2 separate regions of the Triticum aestivum genome follow, and region 2 is linked to region 1. Evidence: chromatin contacts called from public Hi-C data. All regions are on one chromosome and are shown on one strand. The core of a region is the stretch at or near the end of the contact, and the rest is flanking DNA. Distances in the headings are between cores, read along the strand shown. Region 1 holds the start of LOC123097988 (mitogen-activated protein kinase kinase kinase 1). Region 2 holds the start of LOC123097991 (phosphatidylinositol 4-phosphate 5-kinase 2).

Evidence for each region. A called contact is a pair of places that touch in the nucleus more often than the background predicts.
Region 2: a Hi-C map of leaf shows a contact between it and region 1, with 4 times the contacts expected there. The contact joins the promoter of LOC123097991 here to the promoter of LOC123097988 in region 1. A contact is called at or near these places in 2 of 5 Hi-C or Micro-C datasets (both in leaf).

What each region holds. Positions count from the first base shown.
Region 1 is chr4D:371,757,292-371,762,131 of IWGSC CS RefSeq v2.1, forward strand. It overlaps LOC123097988 (mitogen-activated protein kinase kinase kinase 1), which reads left to right and starts at 3,208. Exons shown (of 9, transcript XR_006447610.1): 1 at 3,208-4,483.
Region 2 is chr4D:372,155,562-372,160,335 of IWGSC CS RefSeq v2.1, forward strand. LOC123097991 (phosphatidylinositol 4-phosphate 5-kinase 2) reads right to left here and starts at 3,105. Exons shown (of 8, transcript XM_044519859.1): 1 at 2,423-3,105; 2 at 2,121-2,288; 3 at 1,817-1,982; 4 at 1,394-1,504; 5 at 1,096-1,289; 6 at 876-1,006; 7 at 658-760; 8 at 1-132. The coding sequence starts at 2,838.

The DNA.
Region 1 (4,840 bases), core at 1,958-4,457:
CGGAGCCCAGATCAACCCCCACCACCATGTGCACTACGTCGCCTCCATGTCGTCTCGCAGGGGATGAGAACAGTTGCGCCGTCATCGGCCCTAGGAGGCCATTTCCAGAGGTGGAGCAACAAATTGGGAGCCGCCCTGATCTGAGCCACCCGAACCGGCGTGTAAGCAGCCACCGTCGCACAGCCTTGGCACCTCTCGGCGACCCGCCACACGGCTAACACGACGCCCGAGCGGTTTTGCACAAGCAGCCACCAGCAGCCGATGTGAGCTCCCCAGATCATGGAGCGGGGCTCGCCAATGCCGGCTTCCTCGGGAGAATATCTCATGGAAACCAACATTCAAAGAAACTTCATGGAAACCACATTTGAAAGTTCCAAAAAAGACTAAAAAATACGGGATGTTAAGAGAGTGATGTTTTATTGCCATGCGAAATTCCAAGTTGAAACACATTACGAGATGTGCTATGAAAAAAAACAAATTCAATAATGAATAGTGATATTACTGTTTGGCACTATTCAATGTTGATTTTGTTATCTCATTGCTCACATCCCATAATGTGTTTGAACTTGAAATTTCGTATGGAAAAAAATCATTACCCTCTTAACATTCCGTATTATTTTAGATTTATTGAAACTTCAAAACATCTTTTCCATGGGGTTTTCACCAGTTTCCATGTGATATTCTCCTGGTTTCCTCTGGATTTGCCCAGAGGAGGGCGCCGACGATGGCGAGGGAGAGGGCGGAGAGGAGGGGACGATGGTGGGGGAGGGCCGGCGCCACCCGAGTCGCATGTGGAAGAAGGGTCGTGGGCGTGTTTTTGTCTTTCCGAAGCCATTAGGGCATCTCCAAGGCGGACCCGTAAACCTCCCGTAACCATCCGGACCGCGGAAGCCATCCAACACCAACCTATATTAGTCTGCGGTGCGGTCCGGACACGATTTCTCCCGCAAAATGAGATAAAAGTGGGGGAGGTTTGCTGGAGTCCGGACCGCTCCCAAGCCCGCTTCTGACCGCCCTGGCCCACCAAAAACCGGTCACCCGCCCCTCCCGCGCTTTCATTCCGATGCACGCGCCGCTTACCGCACCGCATTCTTGCCGACCCAGAGCACGCGGAGGCCAGCATTGCTGCCACGATGTGACCGGAGGGAGGGATGGCGGCGCTAACCGACGTGACCTCTCAGCAGCCGCTGCTTCAATGTGGACGCAGGTTCCCGAGGAACCAACTCCGGCTGCTGCGCCGCATTGAAGCAGCTGACCGGCCCTTCACATGGCCTGGCCGCGGCTATTTAAGCCGCGCTCCGGCGCCGTCCACATCGCATCCTCCTCCTCCCCTCCCCGCCCATCTCCCTCCACATCTTCGGCGATGGGCAAGTCATGGGCGTCGGCTCCGGCAGGCGGTTCCAGGAGGGATCTAGCGGCTCGTGGAGACGCCGCCCTCGAACTCCGGGGCCGTCGTCCTCGTCGGCTGGCAGCGACTCGACGCGGGCGGAGATCATCATCTCCTCCGGCGACGAGGAGGACCAGCAGCCGCCGCTGCCGCAGTCCGCGTCGGCGGTGTCGGGCCGGGTCTACACCGGCACGGACACGGAGTTCGAGGAGCAGATGGAGCTGATGCTCCGTCGCTCCGTCGTCCACACCAACAGCCCGGCTTCGCCACCGGGGTACTCCTCCCCATGAAGCTGAAGCCGTCATCCCCTCCACGCTCTCCGCCGCCGCGCAGCTGCGGCGTCCAAATCGGACGCCGCATCAAGGAAGAGCGGCTCTCGCCGCTGCCGCGGCGTGTCAAGGAGGAGCGCCGCTCGCGGCCGCCCTGCCCAAGGCGCGTTGGCACATTCTGCACTACATCCATAGCGGCGACTCCTCATCATCGTCCCGGAGCGCTATGACGGCGCAGGAGTACGCTGATCGGGAGCAGCGCCAGCGGGGCAGCCGCAACATTGGGCGCCGATCCAAGTTCACGGACTCGGACGTCCCGTCGCCACACATCGCGGCGGACCCGGACCTGGCATACGCCTGGGCCCTGGACCGATTCGTGACGACGTCGGAGACGGCCAAGCGCCATTTCCGCTGCCCTGACGGGGAGATGGGCAGGTACGGTGAGGAATGGTCCCTCCCCAAGATCGCCACCGCTGCCAAGGGCAATGCCTCCAACGACCGCGCCCTCTCCCACAGCCCACGTCCTCGGTGGCCGTGTCCGCACTGCGCATTGTGCAAGAGAGGGCGGAGAGGATCATCCGAGCGTCAGGCGGCCGCCGAGAAGCCCTGCCGCGATGTCTCCACCTTCCGCCGCCCCAAACCCGACGACGACTCCGATGCCGGGTCGCGCAACGATGACGGAGAAGGAGTCGCCGGCCAGCACGGCATGACCTACGAGGTCACCGTGAAGTATAGGATAGTTTAGGGTTTTTAGTTCACCGAACGAAATATCGTCCGGTTTTATGTACAAAATTATCCTACTTTCAACGAAATCCGCCGTGTTTATATCAAAATTCGTCCGGTTTGATCAAATTTCGCCCGGTTGGTTCGAGTTGTTGTGAAAATATATGCGGCTACGGTTGGATGACTGTCTCCCACATCCGTGTCTGCGGACTGATCCCCTGCCCGCGGATGGATGAGGAAGGAAATTTGCGGGTTACCATTAAAGATGCCCGTAGTTTTTGTCCGCATTTACGTAAACCTCAACCTCATCTAGGCGTGTCGTGCAGAGTCAACAGTGAATCAAAGAATGTGTATGGGTGTCATTTATGCTTTCGGTGTCGTCATTGAGCCATCAGCCATGCACATGAGCTTTCATATTAATTAAAGAGTGCCGCACTTTGCAGTGGCAGAGAGCCCGAAAGATACACGCGAGGGTCGTTCGATTTCGTGACACCAGACAATTTATCGTATGTTTCTTGGGACATGATGCTGCCTGCGTGATTAGCCATGCACTCGACATGGGTTCATTTTATATATCTCAAACAAAGATAGTAGAAGTACGCTGGTTACCGTGTGCTGACTTGGCAAGAGCAGCAAGCAGGCACACACGCCAACCCGACGACGGTTCAGCCCAGGGTCACACGTCCGCCCACACGCCAGCATCGCACCCATTCCATCCCATTCCAAAGTAACCGCCTTGCTCCCCGGCGACCAAAAGGCGCTTCCGCCCCGCTGCCAGCCGGCCAGCCGGCGACTGCGGCGAAGCTCCGCGCCGCGAGTGCCCTCGCGACCCACCCCACGGCCACCGGGCGCCACCACAAAGCCGAAAGGCGCGAGTCAATGCGACAACGCACCCGTCTCCCCTCCCACTCCCACCTCGCCCACCAAAAAAACCCAACCTCGCGGCCGAAAAAAATATCCGCACCTCGCTCGCCTTGCCGTCTCCTCTCCTGCCCCACTCCCAAAGCCAGCCAGAGAGCCCTCATCTCCTCCCCTCCTCGCCTTTCCCCCCTTCCTCCCGCCCGTCCTGGAGCGCCGCCGCACCCCATGAGCAGGCGCCGCTGATGGGCCGGCCGTCCCAGGACACCGCGTCGTCCACCTCGCCGTCCGGCTCGTGCCGCTCGTCCAAGCGCGGCCCGCGGCTCGACCGCCGCAACGCGTCCAAGAACATCGGCTACGAGTACGACCCCGCCAAGCTCTTCTGCAGCTACCCGCCGTCCCCGTCCCGGGCCTCCTCGGCCTCGGCCTCCGCCGCGCCCTCGCTCGCCAGCTCCGCCGCCTGCTCCGTCGACCTCAGCAGCTTCCGCATCGGCGGCAGCGGCGACGGCGGCGGCGACGTCCAGCTCCTCTGCCGCAACCTCGGCCTCTCCGGCCCCGAGGACTTTGCCATCTCCCTCACCGACTGGGAGGCGCACAAGGCCTTCCGCTCCTCCGCCTCCAGCTCCCCTTCCGCGCGCTCGCAGCCCGACCGCGCCGTTCGGGAGTCCCCGCTCCGCCACGAGGCCGCCGAGGACCCGGCCTTGCCCGCGGCCGCTGATTTCGAGCTCCCTGCCAAGGAAACTGCCAGGGACGCGCCGGTTGAGGCGCCAGTGCGGCCGGCATGGTTGGATCCGCCAGAGCCAGCCCGTCCCGATGTGAGGAAACCAGGCTGCGATGGAGGGATTAAGGGCGTGCGCCCTCCGCCGGTGATGCTCAAGCCACCGCCGTCGATGGCGCTGCCGCCCGCCGCCCAGGTTGGTTCCACGTGGGATCTCCTGCTGTCTTTCGCGCCAGAGGAGCAAGGGCAACCACAGGCAATCAGATCTGTTCCTGATTTTGGAGACCCGGATGCCGAGGAGGACGAGGATGCGGCGGAAGTGTTGACGTTGGAAGATCTCAGGCTGGGGGAGAGCTCCGAGGAATTCACAGGCACGTCCTCGATATCCACGACAAACGACGATGAGACAACCGAGTCTATGTTCTACATCTCGCCCAACGGGAGGTTTAAGAGGAAGATCCGGTCGTGGAGTCGAGGTGTGCTCTTGGGGAGTGGCTCCTTTGGGACGGTCTATGAGGGGATCAGCGAGTAAGTTCTCTTCACTTTTCAGGGGAAAATTAGTTCCTTATATGCTGGTTGTTAACGTTATGCTTAAGCTTAAGAGCTCAACTTGCTATGTTCGTTCCAAGATAACCTAGGGCTAGGGTATATCCAGAAGCCTTGATCAACCTGAGTTGTGTAGAGTGATCCTCTGTATTGTGTAGCAAAATACAGATGCCTAGCCTAGTACTTCCTCCGTCCCAAAATGAGCGTCTCAACTTTGTACTAAAGTTAGTACAAAGTTATACTAGGGTTAAGACACTTATTTTGGGACGGAGGGAGTAGTAAATAGTAATTGAATCATCTTCATGGTTTCATCTTCAACATAATCCTGAGTTGTGGTCA
Region 2 (4,774 bases), core at 1,855-4,354, 400 kb after region 1:
ACATCACACGGTCCCCCGCTCGGCGCGGCTATGAACAGGTGCCTCTCGTTCAAAAGGAACTTGTCGAGCATTCTCTTCGAGCTGCGCTCCGCCTGGGCGGGCATGTTCATGCCCAGCTGCACAAATGGCCTCCTGATATGACGAGTCATTGGTTGGATTAGCCACCCAAAGAAAAGAAAAAAAATCAATCCCCATGTTTAATTTCTTTCAACATTGTTAATCAAGATTGTGAAGAGGCGATGGCTAAAGTTGCACATATATTTCCCCTTGAAGAAAAGTTGCAGGCATCCTATCCGTTCTCTTTGCTGCAGACATTTGACTTAAACAAACATGCAAGGCCCCATGGTGCTCTATGTGGTTTGGAACAAAGGGGGCAGCAAAGTATAGGATCATGATGGGAGCACAAAAATAGCTTAGAAAAACACGACATGAAAGTATTGCTTTACCCTAGTGGAGAAGCATTATGTCTGGGAACTAAAGTAGGAATGTGCACTAGATGTCAACGTTACTGAAAAAGCATCCCATATATGCATGGCATGGTACCCAATTTATCAAAATAGCTTGACTGCTGAAATCTCCTGGCTAGGTATTTCGGTTGTTTCAGAATTTCAACAATAGGTTGCTTATGAATGGCAAGAGTGGCAATTTATAGCTTACCGGGATTCTGTGATCAAATCCCTCTCTTTGCATCCTGTTTCCATAAAGCATTGCTCACAAAAATTGCCTCCGCCTTCAAATGATTTTCTTTTGCCAGTAGATTCTGATAGTTAAGATTAGATGAAATCTGGTAAATTATCAGGCCAGGGGAAAAACTGTATGTAAAATCATAATTCATGGTGTGTAAAGATGAACAAATACCCATGATTTTAACTTACTTGGCAGAGCCATGGGCTGAGAGAGGCCTATCTTAGACACAGACAAATCATTACGAAAGTGAACTCCTAACAGTAGGCTGTAGTCCATAATTCCTTGTGTCTCTAAGAATACGCAGTCCATCTGAATTTGCCTATGTTACATTGAAGAGTCAGACTTAGGATCGGTCTTATAGTTCTCATGAAATTGCATTGAATGTAGTTAACATAGTGGGGAACTCACTTCATAAGTTCCTCGTACCAAAATCTTTGCAGCCGAAATGCATAATCAAGATCGAGGTCCTTCAGAGTAGTGGTTTCGTCAATCTTTCGCTCCGTTTTGTCGATAGTCCGACCATGTGAGGAACCTTTCAAATCAAAACGCCTGTGAATCTTATACTCCGAGCAGCAAAAATTGCCCATTATAACGAACCGGACCTATGGTTGTATAGATTGACATAAGGTCAAGGCCAAATAAATTGCACTCAGAAGTAGCTACAGGAATGGAGTGAGTTATGTATCTTCACATGATTATTGCTTACCTTGGGACATCCAACTTGCTTAATGCAATGCGTGCCATAGAATCTTGTCAACAAGGTGGACTTATGCAGACGAACGTGTTCATAGTAACTCCGCAACATCCTAATAAGAACCTATGAACCAAGATTATATTTAGTCGACGCTGAAATCGCCAATTAGTACTGCAATATTTTCCAGAAAAAAAATCTGAACCTGGAATCTGAAACAAGCACGAATTTGAACTCCTTTCGTTAAGAAAAGAGCAATGTTGCACCCAAATTATTTAAGAAACATGAATGACTCAACGTGTATTTTGAAGGCACATTACAATGTGATACTGCTGCCAGATGATAACTCACTTGTCCAAACTTCATTTCGATGGATACACGTCCCTCTGCCTTATTATATCAAAGCAGAATAACTGAATAAGAAAATCGCTCACTGACCTTCACTTCAGCCTTCTTCACGGTTTTAATCATGAACCGATCATCCTGGGTGATGAAGAAGCAGCTCCCGCTCTTCCCGGGGGACGCCAGCTCCCGGAGCGTGTCGTTGCCACAGATTGCAAGCATGTAGTCCGCAGGGTCAACCCCAAACAATTTCCTCAGGTGCCTGAAGGCATCACCCAACAGTAGTCAATACACCACTCATGCACAAGAACCACATCCCCCACGATCCTGTCATATTCCTAACAGATCCAACACATGGCAATTCAACTCGAGGCCAAGAACAGCAAGCAAGGCAGTACACCTGAAGACGGCAGGGCAGTAGTCCTTCCACCGGAAATCGATTGAGTGATGCGGCGGCGTGAGCTTGGAGCCTTCCGGCGGGAACCGCGTCCAGACCTTCTCCCGCGGGTCGAAGTCCGATGCCAAGAGCTTCTTGAACGGCAGCGCCGACGACTTCCCCACCGAGTAACTGCACCATAAGTAAGTCCATGCCAACAATCAATGTTACAAAGTGTATGGAGGAGTAGGAAAAATGAGGTTAAAACAAAAGTAGTAGCAGTAGTAGGGAAAATGCGGCAGGGGGCGGGCGTTAATTGGCATTGCCTTATGCCGAGCTGCAGGTTGAGCATGAGGCCGTAGCTCCGGTGGCCCTTGCGGATGGCCTTCCCGGGCCTCCTGGCCTCCTGCTGCTCCTCCTCCTCCTCCAGCACCCTCTGCGGCCTCGGCGGCGGCGGGGTCATCGTCCGGAAGAAGGGGGCCGGCGGCTGCATCGTCATCCTGGCGCTGCAGCTGCGGCGGAAGGGCGCGGCGACGATGTCGCAGGTGATGTCGCCGGCCTCGCCGTCGCACTCCCAGATGCATATCCGCGGCGCCGGGGACTTGCCGTCCACGGAGAGGCGCTTGCGCAGCGGCACGTAGAAGGGCAGCGCCTCGGCGCCGGCGTCGCCGTGCCAGCGGGGGAGCTGGCCGTGGCGGCAGCAGTCTCCCTGCGGCGAGGCGGCGGCGGCTTGCGGCGGCATGATCGGCTCGCTCCTCGATTCCAAGGTCTAGCTGGCGGTGGGCAGATCGAGTCCTCCTATACTACTATAGTTGTGGTAGTACGAGGTATCTCATTTGAGGGAAGGGGTTGAGATGGGACGAGGGGAGTTGGGGTCGGCGTGATAGGCGGAGGAGCCGAAGGAAGGAAGGGGGAGGCCGTGGGACGGTTTTACTTTAGCTTTTTCTTGTTGCTTTTGTAGGCGTCGGCTTTGGCACAGGAAGCGATGTCAGGCGGACTAGCGGAGTGAGCAGCGGGAGCATGGATGACTAGCAGTCGCGGAGCCGCAACTTAAAAAGCGCTCCCGCTCGGTCGCGCGCCACGTGAGTCGTCTCGCCCGCATGGTGCCTCGGATACATTTTTCGTTAGCTCCATGCGTGTAAACAAAAATCAAAGAAGAAGAAAATGCAATTCGTCGGTGGGAAGTTAAAAAATATGGACCGCACTAGCCAGAGAACGTTTGTTGGAAACATTTTTGAATGTTTTGTCCCGGTGTTTTCTTGATAGACCATGACAGTTCTTCCGAGACGCATGATAGCTTTTGGAAAGAAGGAAAGTTTGCGAAAAAATGGACAGAATTTGCCATCTCCTATACCATCTAAAAATGCCTTTAAAAGTCCACTTGACACCCCTTCCCAGAGAATGTTCGCCAGGTGGTATTTTCGTAAAAATATTTTTATAATTTTTGCTAACGATGTTATGCTGTGACAAGAACGAAGAAAATGGAGTCCTGTCGATTAGAGCAACTTGTTGCAGAGCGGGAAATGAAGAAGGATTCAAACCTCGAAACAGGCTCAGGCTCGCGCCCCGCTTTATAGAGAAAGCAACAACCAAAGTACACGGCCGAACGATACAAAGTGGAGAGATAGCCCTCTTACAAAGCAGATCCTGGGATCTCGGTACTACACAGAGACTATGCTACCAAAGAAGAACAAGGGGAGGTCAACGTCAAGCCACGCCCTAGCACACCTAGGCTCCGTGACAACGCCCTCAGGAGGGAGAATGGCGCAGAGCATCGCCGCAGCCGAGTCCAGAATGGATAAGGTCTTCACCCGGAGCCCGGACATAGAGACGAGAACCACAATGACGTCTTCAGGAAGATAGCGGCGCCCGCAAGTGTCGCCATGCCAAAGCGCAGAGCTTTCGCTCGGCAACTCATCCATGTCACACGGAGGTACCCAGGACATACGCGACGTGTTCCGACTCCCAGATCCGGATTCGGGCACCGCCAACAATGACGTGCCCGAGCCATCAGCCGCTAGACCTCTTGCTGCCCACACGACCAAGAAGAAAAGCCACCACCACCGCCACGAGGCCCGCCGGAGAGCCAAACATGGGACCGCCGTCCGGGGTCGCCGTCCCGGCATCCCTGGCCCAAGACCCCGCCACCCATCCACCACACGGCACACCAACCCCGGCAGGTAGGGTACAAGGCCGTCCTTCCACACCTAGCTCGGCATCAGTCCCCGGATCTAGGTCAGCACCTCCACCGTAGAAGGCGCCGACGCCTGTATCCCCAGCCAGTCCTGGTGGACCTGGGGACACGACCGAAGGACTGCCAACGGCTGCCGCCAAGCCGATCTTGCACAACGCCAAATCCGAGAGCATCGGTGCCACACGGCATGATGAGTACGCAGTGTCAGGACCACCACCACAGCACACCGCACCCGCGAGGACAACACTCACTGGTACATCCCGGGCCGAGCCCAAACCTCACCTACCCGGAGAAGACCCCGATCCGCCTCGGTCCCAAATCTGGCCCGCACGAGCACAAACCCTAGTCAGGGGGCCGCCCCGCGCCACCAACCAGACCACGGATGCTGCACCGTCGGATCTGGACCAGCCCGCACTGCCGTCCACACCCACTATGACCAAAGAGAGGACCACCCGCAAGTAGGACCCGCCGTCGCCAGTCGGCC